Linked DNA regions of Hordeum vulgare: region 1 is linked to region 2. Evidence: chromatin contacts called from public Hi-C data. All regions are on one chromosome and are shown on one strand. The core of a region is the stretch at or near the end of the contact, and the rest is flanking DNA. Distances in the headings are between cores, read along the strand shown.

Region 1 (6,033 bases), core at 1,694-4,193, 200 kb after region 2:
AGTACCACAGTTACGAACGGAGTTTGGGGAGCCTAGCTATAGTGCAGTGGTCACAGCCGGTTCTACGAGTACAGGCCTCACTCAAGAGTGGTAAAGGCCCTACGTCACGAGCCCAGAGGCTTGGTGTTTGCTTATGGGTGGTTTCAGTATACGGAATTCTCAAGCCTTATCATGGAGCTGAAGGTAGGATTACAGAGTGTGTTTAGATCCGTTGAGCGTCGTATCAAGGCAAGTTAATGCTAATAACTTCGAAAGATACTAATAACAACAACTTTAACTTTGGCATTACTCCTAAGTGGTAGATTGACCCTCTTGTTGTTGTAGTCTCTTCCTCATCCATGTCTTGCTATAGTCCGAGTGTCAGGGCACATCTGACTGACCGAAGATGGTCTGAATGATCCTGTGTTTCTGATTGAGAATCTGTTTTCCCGAGTGAGGCCGAGACTGAGCCGATAGCCTTGTGGACACTAATGCTTGTGCGGGGCCCTAGGTGGGCCCCTGAATGCTGGTCCATGGACCTACCCCTAATGGACAACCCCATCAACCGCTACTCATAGACCAATATGGATAAGGTCATTACTTTTTGCAAGAACTATCTTCATTTCTTAGCCGCGAACCTGACTTTGCCTAAGATAGAACCTGCTCCGAGTGAGGACATCCTCCACAATCAGGGGCTTAGCTGTGAACCTGCTTTCGCCAAAGTAATAACGTTCTGAACGCGGGCACGACACCCGCTCGGAGACCAAGATGGACTGGACCATAATTGTTCGCAAGAACTACCTTCATTTCTCACCCGCGAACCTGACTTTGCCTAAGATAGAACCTGCTCCTAGTGAGGACATCCTCCACACTCGAGGGCTTAGCTGTGAACCTGCTTTCGCCTAAGTAATCATGGTTCTGAATGTGGGTACGAACCCTACTCGAAGACAAAGATGGACAGGACCGTCATTGTTTGCAAGAACTACCTTCATTTCTTAGTCGCAAACTTGACTTCGCCTAAGATAGAACCTATTCTGAGTGAGGACATCCTCCACAGTAGAGAATTAGCCGCGAACCTCCTTTCACCCAAGCAATAAATGTCACACCCCAAAAATTTAATAATATTTTTATAAAATAACATATTGCCTAGAATAAATTTTTTGAGAAATAATTTACTTCATGTCTCTTCTCAAAGCCTCTTTCCAAAAACTTTTCTTTTCAAGTGGCATTTTAAAGATCATTTAGTGCTTGAGCCCCATCTTGAGACCATTTTAACTTCTTTATTTAATTAAATGGGGATATTATTTTGGCCATGTTTATTTAAAATCTGGATTTCTGGGTTTTTAATTGAGTTTTGAAACACTCTTTTTTCCTTTTATTTTGGCCAAGTAAATGTTTTTGAAAATTTATGTTGGAACCTGAGTGCATGCATCAAGACATTTCTTTTCTTGTGGAAAACTCATTGGAGATTTTATTTTAATATTTTTGCCAAGGTTTCTTTTATTCAAAAATGACTTCTATTTCCTTTAAGGGCCTGTTTTACACTACAACCTTTATATAATTTTTTCTAAAAATTCTACAAAGATTTTAAGTGACACGTGATGTCCGTGGATCATTTTTTTGTAAAAACATATCCAAGTGTTTTGGAAAATTTGAGCTGATTAACTCCTTTTCTATTCTGGCCAAAAGTGGAGTTTGTACTACAACCCCTAGTTATATTGTTCCACAAATTCTATAAAAAAATTGGGGATGTCAAGTAATGCATGGGATTCACTTTTATAAAAAATCCAACCTTGTGCCTTGGAAAAATTTAGCAAAACAACTCTTTTTCTTCTTTGATCCAGTTTGGTACTTTGTACTACAACCATGTTTTTCCTTAATCTGGTTGCCTTTAGATTTTGCATGCTTGTGTGACACCCTAGCAAAACCTTAACTCCATGAGTTGAGCCCCATTGAATGATTTTAAATGCATGTGATGTTAGCCTGAACATTTTGTTCAGAAATGATTTTCTCTAACAATTGCATTACCAAGTTATTCATGTGGCATTTCATCAAGCACCTTGGGAGCATAGACATATTTGGCATTATTCTTGATTTGCTCTATGGAGTTGTTTCCCCAACCAAACCCTCATGTCCACCAGACCTTCCCATGCCCCTAGCCTAACCCTAGTAAATCTTAGCAGCCTTGGAGTCCATTGGTGATGCCTGGCATTTCATCGAACAGGTGTTGTGCGTGCTCTAGACATGCCGAGAGCACACATTTTGCACGCGTGTGTGCCGAGCCGTCGCGTCTGTGCACCTCCTTGCCGTTTTGGTCTGTTGTAGAGTCACGTTAACGCTCTCCCCAGACTGTTGGCCGCCCTGCCCTGAGCGGCGCAGCGCGTCGGCCTGCAGCTCTGGCAACCTGCCGACCGCAGCGGCCCGTCTAAGCAGTGGTCGGCGCCGCCCGGACCTTCCCCACATGCCAGGTGCCCCGGTTCCCCTCCTGCCTCGTCTTCGTGTAGCCCCGCTACCCCTGCTGCCCCTGGTGCCGACCCTGTTGCCTCCGGTGTGCTGCCATATGGATATCACCGCCATGCTTATCCCCTGACCGCCGCAGAACCGACTCGGAGCCGGCTATAAAGAGCCTCTCCAGGGGCTGTTGTGTACTCAATTCCTCTCTTCGAGCCATAGGAAGCTCCTCCTGAGCCGCAGCTGAACCAGAGCCTCTTCTCCCCTCACCTCTGGCCGAAGCACTGGCGTGCCCGGCGCCTCCCGCGGTTGTCGAAGCTCTGCCCCGTCTAGAGCTCCCTGGGCCCTCCTCCACCCTCCTCGAGGTGCAGCTCGTAGATAGGCTGAACGTCCAGAACGGTGGCCCGTGCCGCCGACAATCGCTGCCGGAGCCCGCCCCCGATGATGTCTCACAGCTTGAGTGGAACGAGACAAATCCAACACGTGGCCCTCACATGTCGGTTAGCCATCCACTTCGCTAGCTAGCGAGTCCCCCGTGGTGCGTTTTCATTCGGTTAAAGCGTATTTTCTGCAGCCGTTTCGGTAGGTGCGCTTTCTCTGGTGGGAAGCGTATTCCTTCTGAAGCACTTTCCTTTTGGTGATTTTATTAAAAACAGAACTGACCAGGATTTTCAAAAGGCTCGAACTTTCTATAAAAAACTCCAAATGGACTGATTATTTTTCATACTTATTTAAAAATTCCTCAAGTTTATTTACAAATTTATTTTAAAAAGATTAAACAACTTTTGTGTGCTGTTTTGTGTCTGTGTGTTAATTCAAATATTTTCAAAATAGGATTTTGGAGAGAGGAGACCTACTTCAAGATTTTGGGATAGACCTCACCCTCCTCAAACTTCAAAGGCAAGCATCTTGAACTCTGTTTTTTCATAAAGTGGTGTGATGTTTGTTGTGGTGCATCTATTGTGTGATTTTAGATTTTGTTAATAAAAATCTCGCATGAAATCATACCTTGCATAAGAGCATGTGATGGATATTGTTGTTGCTAAGTTTGTGGAAGGCAAGTGGTGAGTGGTTACTGCCTCATACTTCGTATGCTATGTGCGTCTGGACAACCTTGGAGTAACGGTGTCTGCTGGAAATGAGACCATGGGCTGACACCTCGTGGGACGAGAGTGGTTAGTGAAAGCATGTCGGGGTGTGATGGTAGTAACCCTTAGTTAATTCCTTCAAGAAAATTGTGTGGTGCTAAGAATTCCAGGAAAATAGTAAACTCCCTAAGTCGACCGTTGATCGAGTCTTATCTGTGTGTCGGCTTATCTTCGTGCTGCCATAGGTCTTTCCGAAAGGGAATGCGGTCTAGTAGGTCATAAATCTATTACCAGGTACACATCAAGTAGAGAGGACGGGATGAAGGTATCCATGGCCCTGGACTAAATCAAGTCATCTGGTCAGGGGGCATGGGTGTTTCCGGCCTGGGACCCAAAGGGAGCGGCCATTACCTTGTAGCGCGCGGTATAAATTTGATCCCATGCTAGTCGAGGTTGGAGCCTCCCCGTCTTATGGATTTTCCCTAGCATTGTAGTCCGAGTGATGTCGGTCTTCGCGGTGGAAAATTGGGTGTGTAGTGGTTCTGAGAGTTTACTTCTGAGGTACCATACACGGGATTAGTCCGAGTGACTAATGAAACCCGAGGGCTGTGGGTAAAAAGTACACAGTACCCTCTGCAAAGTCAAAACTATTCGAGTAGCCGTTTCCATGGTCAAGGACGACTGGTTGACTAGTCAAGTGTGGGTCTGAATGTCGATCTTCAGAGGAAGTTAAAGAAATCGTAAGACTAATCAGGAAATGTGGTGGATGATCATATTATTATTATTACTGTGGACTAACCCCTATGATTATGATTGATGGATATCCGTGGGATGGTTCTACCTCCTGGATATTCTATATTTATTATTGTTTTATATAAGCCCTTTATATGTTGTTGCTCAGAAGCCCGATTGAGGCATGCTTATTATTATTTCTTATAAGCCCTTTTTGTGGTGTCGCTAAGACGCCCGACTAAGGCATGCTTATTATTATTTCTTATAAGCCCTTTTTGTGGTGTCGCCTAAACGCCCGGCTGTGGTATGCTTGTTATTATTTATTACAAGCCTTTCTATGGTGTAGCTTAGACGCCTGACTATGGCAACTGTTAATACTTGCATGTGAGCCCTTTAGGTGGTGTCGCTCCAACGCCCGACTGCGGCACACATGTTATTACTTATTCATGGTTACCTTCCTTGCTTGTTTATACAACATTGGTGGAAATTGCTTATCTGCATGAATGCATCCATGAATTAAATTCTAATGGCATGGTAGAGTTATTAAGTGGATTATGCGTGCATCTCCCCTGCTTTAACTTATTTCTTTTCTTGATGTTTGCGAGTACATTCAAAGTACTCACTGGCTTGTCCCTGGCTATTGTGCTGGCCAAATTGCATAAAAAGAGGAGCACGATGCCATCAACCCCATAACCTAGGAGCCTCGGATAGCACCCTTATGAGATAGGAATTTATCGAGGTCAGCTGTTCTTGTGGGAATGAAGTCCCATGGACGTTGGAGATTCCTCGACTCACTTCCGCCGTCAACATCAAACATCTGTCCAAACCAGTAGACCTTTATGGTATTGTAACCCAGATTTTGTATTTTTTTCTTGGATATATTTTATCAAGTGAGTGTCTACCAACTAATAGTAGTCCTGGGGCTGGTGAACACAAAGACCTATTTTCTGAAAAACCGGTCGCTACAACCTTGGTATCAAAGCCAGGCTCACCATTGGTTAAACCTATCTTAGCTAGGTCGCTATCCCCACCCCATATATATATATATATATATATATATATATATATATATATATATATACCTAGCCTACCCAACGGAATAGTCAACCACAGTAGACATCCGACACCTTTTTGGCAAATGGTGCTAACCTGTCAGCCCAGCCCTTAAGCTTTGTGTCTATGACCGACACCAGAGCTGTCGCATCTCCTAGCGTGCGATGAAAGACTCCCTATTCTATATAGGAAGGCCTTGCCTCAGCCCAGCAACCCGCAAATTTGAGACCACCACTCTAGTAAAAACCACTTGACTTGCAAGATGCATGGCCGCATTCTTTGCAACGAGACCATCGTGTTTGAGCCTCGGGACTTCGTAGTCATCCTTGCCAACCTCAGCCACCAAGTTTTTGGCATAGAAGAGCCTCCGGTGTATGTTGTACATGAGGAACCAGCGAGTGCGGTTATACGTTACTTTTGGCATGTGTGCACCTCTATGGAGGGAATTCCTTGTTGGAGTGCCCTCACCATTTCACTGGTAGAGTAGCCACATATGAAGGCTTGTAGCCCGAGAAGCTATAGTCCAACTGCGACATCTGTCGCCATGGATGGATAGCCAACCATTCGGCTACTATCCTTGTTGTGAAGGCTATGGTAGTCTGACCCGAGTTGCTAGTGAATACCTTGAGGAAGACCCTACATTGGTGGAGATTGTGCGCTATTTGAGAGCGCAGGAGGCAGTCATCAATCAGATCGCCTCTGACTTGGTCATGAGTCGCACACCAACTGC
Region 2 (6,233 bases), core at 3,130-5,629:
AGAAGATGGGCCTGAGAAGAAGAACTGGCCCATCTCTCTCTCTGTGTTACTAAAAGAATAACACATTGCCTTTTTTTTAAACAGCAGTTTCAAAAGAAATAAAAATCAGGAGAGGAAAACGGGTTATGACAAGATAAGTATTTTTTTTGGAAAACACAATGAACCCCTATTTATAAAAATAGGTAGGGCATATTAAGCAAAGCTAAATACATTGGTTTTGATAAAAATTGCCCCTGTTTTAAATATAAAAACAAAGGAAGAATAATTTAAGTAGGTGAATGTTGACACCCACAAATATTTAAAAGGATTTTCAAAGAAGACGAACATTTTTAATGGAACAAAACAGAAACTTAAAATCTGTTTCAAATAGAAAGGAGAGAGGGGTTTATTTGGTCCTAGGTGCAACTAAGCTTTTGAAGGTTCCTTGTTGCACCCACACGACACTCCAAAAGAACATCCAAGACACATACAACCACATCACCAAGGTGGCACAACACCAAGAACAAGACTAAGCAAAAAGGATGATGCAAGATATGCATGATGCATGAGATGCACATCAAATGATAACCACATCACCACCTCCATAACATAGCTTCAACATGGTTGCCACATATGGAGAAGCTTACAGAAGGGGAAAGAAAGCACTTGGGCTGTTACAAGTCATGCAGTTGATTACATTGAGTTGGTTCCCAGACCCGCGACCTGATAGCATAACCAAGAAAGATTTCGGAAGTTCTCAGGTGGGAATTCAAGTAGTTACCTAGATTATCTTCCAATAGATGCATGATGTGAGGTTGGGGTTCGACATCTAGTGGTTTGTTTGTTCACGGTCTTTCTTAGAGAGGACAGTCTCGATATGTGTGGTCAGATATGCTTCGTCAAGCCTTGTAGTTCGCTACTCCTAGGGAGCATATTCGAGCGTCATTTCAATACGACAATCCAATGTACGATCGAGCTCGAGCGAATCTACCACGAAAATATCGAGCGAAACATGTGCCATGAATTTGTTTCTGGCTTAATTCGCAAGCCTCGTCCTTTGTTTTATTGGAGTATGATAATTTGAGTTACTTAGATGTCAAGTGGTGATTCCATACCTTTTCTAAGCAGTGTTCTCATATTCCTATGGGAATCCTAACCCTTTTGATCAGCGGGAGTTGTCATGAAAAATTATTTTTCAACCGGTGTCCTCCTCTTCAAGTTAATTTAATCCTCTCCCATATCTGCAAGATCCATCCTCATATTCTTTCTGGAGTTTGTCTCATCTCTCCTAAGTTGTCTTTGTTTTTTCCCACGCTCCCACCCTTTTGCTTCAGCTATTAAATTATCGTCCAAGTGTCTTTCTTTTCATTGATGCTTTTGCAATATCTTCGTCCATATGGTATCCGGTGATTCATTGTGAAGATTCTCAGGAGTTTCGAGTTCATCATTCTTCATTCTTGTTTTCTTCTCCGGTGAACTCAATTCAAGCTCTCAGTGTTCATCATATCCTTTTCATCCTTTAAAGTCTCCCCGTATTGGAAATTCTTATCCAAGCCTCTATTGTTTATTCATACCTCTCTATTCTATTCGGAGTGTTGAAGATTTCTCTGAAGTGTCAATTTTCAAACAAAATCCTTTTAATTATTTTGAAGTTCTCACCTCATCAAGTTTTTCATTTGTAGTGGTGCAAGCGATCTTTCTTAGCAATTGTTTCATTGGTGTTTTGTTTGAGTGGTCTCATAACCCACACGTTTTTCCCAGGATCTTACCTCACTCTTCTAATATTTTATAGAGATCTCAACTTCTTTTCAATATGACGTAAGAATGATTCTCAACATTCATATTCCTTCTTCAAGACTGATTTGAATTATTTCCATCGTTGGCTCAACATTTTCCTTACTCGTTGAGCCGGAGTGTCTCAATAATTCTTGATGGTGCATCTTGCCATCATTCTCTACATTAACAACTGAAGAAGAGTTCCTCTTAAATACTTGTCCATTCTTTTGAAGATTGTCATCTCACTGTGTTGCTATCCTCTTAAATTGTTTTGATGATGAGAAATTCGTTCATTATGTATCCGGTGCATTTCAGAGTTCTTTTCATTTCTCGATCCTCTAAAGGCCAGCATTTCAGAAGATGTATTCGCACTGAGCTTTCTACTTTTGTTATCAAATTCTTCTCATTGGTTGTCCCTTCATTCGTATTTCAATTATTCCGGTGCTTCGTTCAAGTTTTCTATTAGGCGGATCATGATTTGTTCGTTCTCATGTATTTTATTTTTCATTCATTCAAAGTATTCTCATTCGGTCTTATTCTTACCACTGTTGTCGCTGAAGACTTGTTCAAGTTTGTGTTCTTATCTCTGCTCAATATTATTCAAGAAGAACAAGTAGGATGCAAAATTTGTTGCTTGTCATCAATTTATGTTGATGAAGGATAAGCATAACATAAATCTTATTCTTTCATCAAAGTGATTTCAATCCTTATTCTGAAGTTGTTCATGATATCAAATTTTTTATCTCAATTATCCTCATATCTTCTTTTCTGGAGTCCCGAGTTTTCTCGAGTATCTCTTTGCGAAATTCCATCTTAATATTTGCAAGGCCATAATCTTATTCTTATCAACCTTAAATTCTTTTCTATCATCCTTTCATTCTGGTGTTCTCCAATAGGTTCTTCATCGTGGTCATCAAGGATTTAATTCATTCTGGAAGTGTTCTTCAAAGATTTTGTTGGAGGAGCTCAAGTATTATTTCTCTTGCACTTCAAAGTGCATTTTTCCCTCCATTTTCCTTTGAGGTGGTGCTATAGCATTCTTGATTCATGAATGAGATATTTAAACCCACCAATTTCTTCGATCATGAGATATTTTAAATCATGATTTCTTCATTGAAGTTATCTTAGATTCGATTTCACTTAAAGCTTTTCCTAAGGATTGTTGCTATCATGGTGCTTATCATTAATCCAAGTTCTCAATGTATCCTCTTGGTGTAAGATGTTTTGCATATCTTGTGGCTCCCAAGCAATCTTTGTTTCCGTTAGTGGTTGGTTGTCACCTCATAATTTTGAGATGGTTTCCATAAGCCCACAACCACCTTATTCTTTTTGTTATTGATTTGCCAACAACTCCGTCGAGTCCTTCCTTGTAAGGATGCTTTTCTAATTCAGTTGTGGTAGTAGTTGTCATTTCCTTCTCCGTCAAATGATCTATTTTCTATTCTTTTGTTCTAGAGACTTTATGATGTTTCTCTCTTTCATCCATTATCTTGTTTTATCAAGATCATGTTAGTCCCTTGCTTGTCTATTTAACCGATGTGTTGTGCCCACTCTTCAAGCTCTTTCCATCTTATCAAGTTTTACCTCTATTGTCCTACCGAAGCGCTGCTCAAATTTCTTTTGAATTCTTGCTTGTTCCTCATGTAATTCTTCATCTCTTGCAATCTTCAAGGATCGTGGGTTTACTCGGTTGTCAAAGAAGCCACTAAGTTTACCTCTTCCTTCCTTTTTCCTCTCCCCCCTTTCATACTAAGATCTCGGCTCGAGATCTCTTATTACTGGAGGAGAGTTATAACGACCCGGAACCGATGCTCAGAAGATTCCTTTTTTATTCCGTTGTCGTTGTGTGATTTATTTGGTTGTCGCATTCGTCATCACATCATTCACATCATCCACATTGCATCGGCACTTTGTTGCCATCATTTTTTTTCAAAACTTGCATCCGTTGCTAGTTGTCGGTTCTCTCTGGATTTTTTGTTGACTATTTCGAGACCAACTACACACCCATGCGCCCGCAGCATCATTGAAATATTGTTTTTAAAAATGCGTATAAAACTTTCTTCGAATGGGTTGAAATTTGGTGTGCGGTCTTAATATAGTGTAGATAGACCCTCTGCCAAATTTTGTTGCATCCAGAGATCGTTTGATACCCGAACCATTAAACCTATAGCGGCACTATAGCCGATCAAATTAGGACATTTTTTATATATAAAAGTATGTTTTCGGGCTGACCGTTTTCCCTCTCGTCTCCGCCTAGCCCGTGTGCATAGTGCATCAACCTGCACGCAACCTAGTCCGAAAACTCTTCGACCTGATCCTAGACGGCCACGACCTTTGGGTACGGATCAACCCCGTAATACCCCAAACCATCATTGGGTTTTTAATTAGACTCTCTAACCTATTTTTTTCCCGATAATCCAATTTAAATTGAAGGGTCTAAACCTAATCTCAATTTTCTATTTATAGACCAACCCCTAACCAAATTAGTCCAAACCGTAGAAGCTAGGAGATTTGTCCCATCGACCAGCCGCCTCCAATCCCCTCCTACCTCGGGGTCCCTCCCGGTCCATTCCACCAATCACATCGCCCGACCACCTCCCTTGATTTTTGCAACTGCCCAACCATAAAAAGCCACAGCCTCGCTCGTCTGCTGAGCTCTTCAACCCCATCACAATGGAGAGGCCTCACTGTTCCACGCGCCGACCGCAGAGCTCCGTTGGCATCCAGCCATCCCTCGTGCTTGGCCTCGTCCAACATGAGCTCCTTGGCTTCTCGTGCCCGAGCTGCCTCCTGTGCGTGCCTCGCCCGCTACGCCTTCCTTTTCCTTCCTCTGATTTCTTGTTCTCTTTTGTGTGCTCCCTGAACTCTCTTACATCTCTCTGTTTTAGCAAGGTGGCCACCCGATTTGGACCTCCACAGCCTCCGCCAAGCCGGATCGAGCTCCGCCCCTGACCAACCTCGTCCCACAGTAGCCCGAGCACCGGATCTCCGGCGTCCCATCGCCCGCCCGCCATCTCGTCAGAGCAGCCGGACCCCTCATTCCATGCGCCCTCCGCCATGGCTGCCCATCCATGGAGCTCCGCCTCTGAGTGAGGAATCTGCAGCCCTGCGTGCTCGCCGACCCCGCCGACGTGGAGTGCAGCATGCCGTCGACCATCTCTTGCCCATGACAAATCACGCCGCCGCTCCCGTGCATCTCCCGTCGGTAGCTGTGTTTGCTACTGCCAAATACCAGCGAGATTCTCGTGTGTTTAGGGAAATCAAGGCTAGGCCCTCGGTTTTGTTCTATGATAGCAACGCCCTATTTTAGCAGGAACATGGGGTTGGTGTGGTGGCTAGGGCCACTTGTTTCCATCCACGAGAATAAGGGTTCGAGTCCCAGGCACGAATTCCATTTTTGTTACTTTTCCTATGACATGGACACTTCGGCCGATTCCACACATGGGCCACTGCAGGTTTGTGCAATCCGGCTCGTGTTATTTTTTTCTTTTCTCTGCCACGAATTTCAATTGCTAATAACTAAATCTCCATGCATCAAATTTAAACATGTTCTATATGTTATATGATCAGATTTTTGCGTAGATTAACAATTTGCAACTTTCATACTTTAAAAAATATTTAACTTGTTGTTTTCATTTAATTTGTATAATGCCATGTGAAAGTCGATTTGTCTGATAATTAATTAACTGTAGCTTCGATTAAAATGATGAACATATGTAACTTGACTAGAAAAATATGTATAGTAAATTGATGGCATTTATTTTAATGTTTAATAAATTTAAAATTGTGTTTTAGGCAGAACAGTAACAAATTCAATAATTACATATGTGGTTGTTCCGAAAATACTATATGTTGTTTTACGCCTCATTTAAAATACCTAGATGATGTAGTTGGTCATACTTTTGCTATGACATGGTCACTTGGGCCGATTCCACACCTGTCCACTACAGGTTTCTGCAATCCGTCCCGTATTGTTTTTTCTTTTCTATGTTGTGATTTTAGTTTATATTCACGACATGCATAGTTTGTAAAATGCCACCAATTTCAATTGCTAATAACTAAATCTCCATGCATCGAATTTAAACACGTTCTATATGTTAAATGATCAGAATTTTGTGTGGATTAGTAATTTGTAACTTTCACACATTTGAAAAGTATTTAACTTATTGTTTTGATTTAATTTGCATAATGACATGTGAAAATTGGTTTGTCTCATAATTAATTAACTGTAGCACCGATTAAAATGATCAACATATGTAACTTGACAGGAAAAACGTGTATAATAACATGGTGGCATTTATTTTCTGTTTACAAAATTTAAAGTTGTGTTTTAGGCAGAACAGTAGCAAATTCAAAAATTACATATGGAGTTGTTTGGGAAATACTATATGTTGTTTCGGGCCTCGTTTAAAATGCCTAGATGATGTAGTTGTTCATACTTCACCTCCTGCCATGTTTAACAACATTTAAAATGATTG

Evidence for each region. A called contact is a pair of places that touch in the nucleus more often than the background predicts.
Region 1: a contact with region 2 is called in a Hi-C map of leaf, with 3 times the contacts expected there. The contact joins two enhancer-like sites. A contact is called at or near these places in 2 of 6 Hi-C or Micro-C datasets (leaf and seedling).

The regions. Positions count from the first base shown.
Region 1 is chr3H:253,992,363-253,998,395 of MorexV3_pseudomolecules_assembly, forward strand. The region is part of intron 1 of LOC123439846 (a long non-coding RNA gene); the gene reads right to left. Among protein-coding and RNA genes, the nearest start is that of LOC123439846, 6.8 kb to the right of the region's middle. Within about 2 kb of position 2,944, at least 2 of the 3 cell types and tissues checked have open chromatin away from gene starts, as enhancers often do. A contact at or near this core is called in leaf, where this site is marked.
Region 2 is chr3H:253,790,447-253,796,679 of MorexV3_pseudomolecules_assembly, forward strand. No RefSeq gene overlaps it. Among protein-coding and RNA genes, the nearest start is that of LOC123445862, 150 kb to the left of the region's middle. Within about 2 kb of position 4,380, at least 3 of the 3 cell types and tissues checked have open chromatin away from gene starts, as enhancers often do. A contact at or near this core is called in leaf, where this site is marked.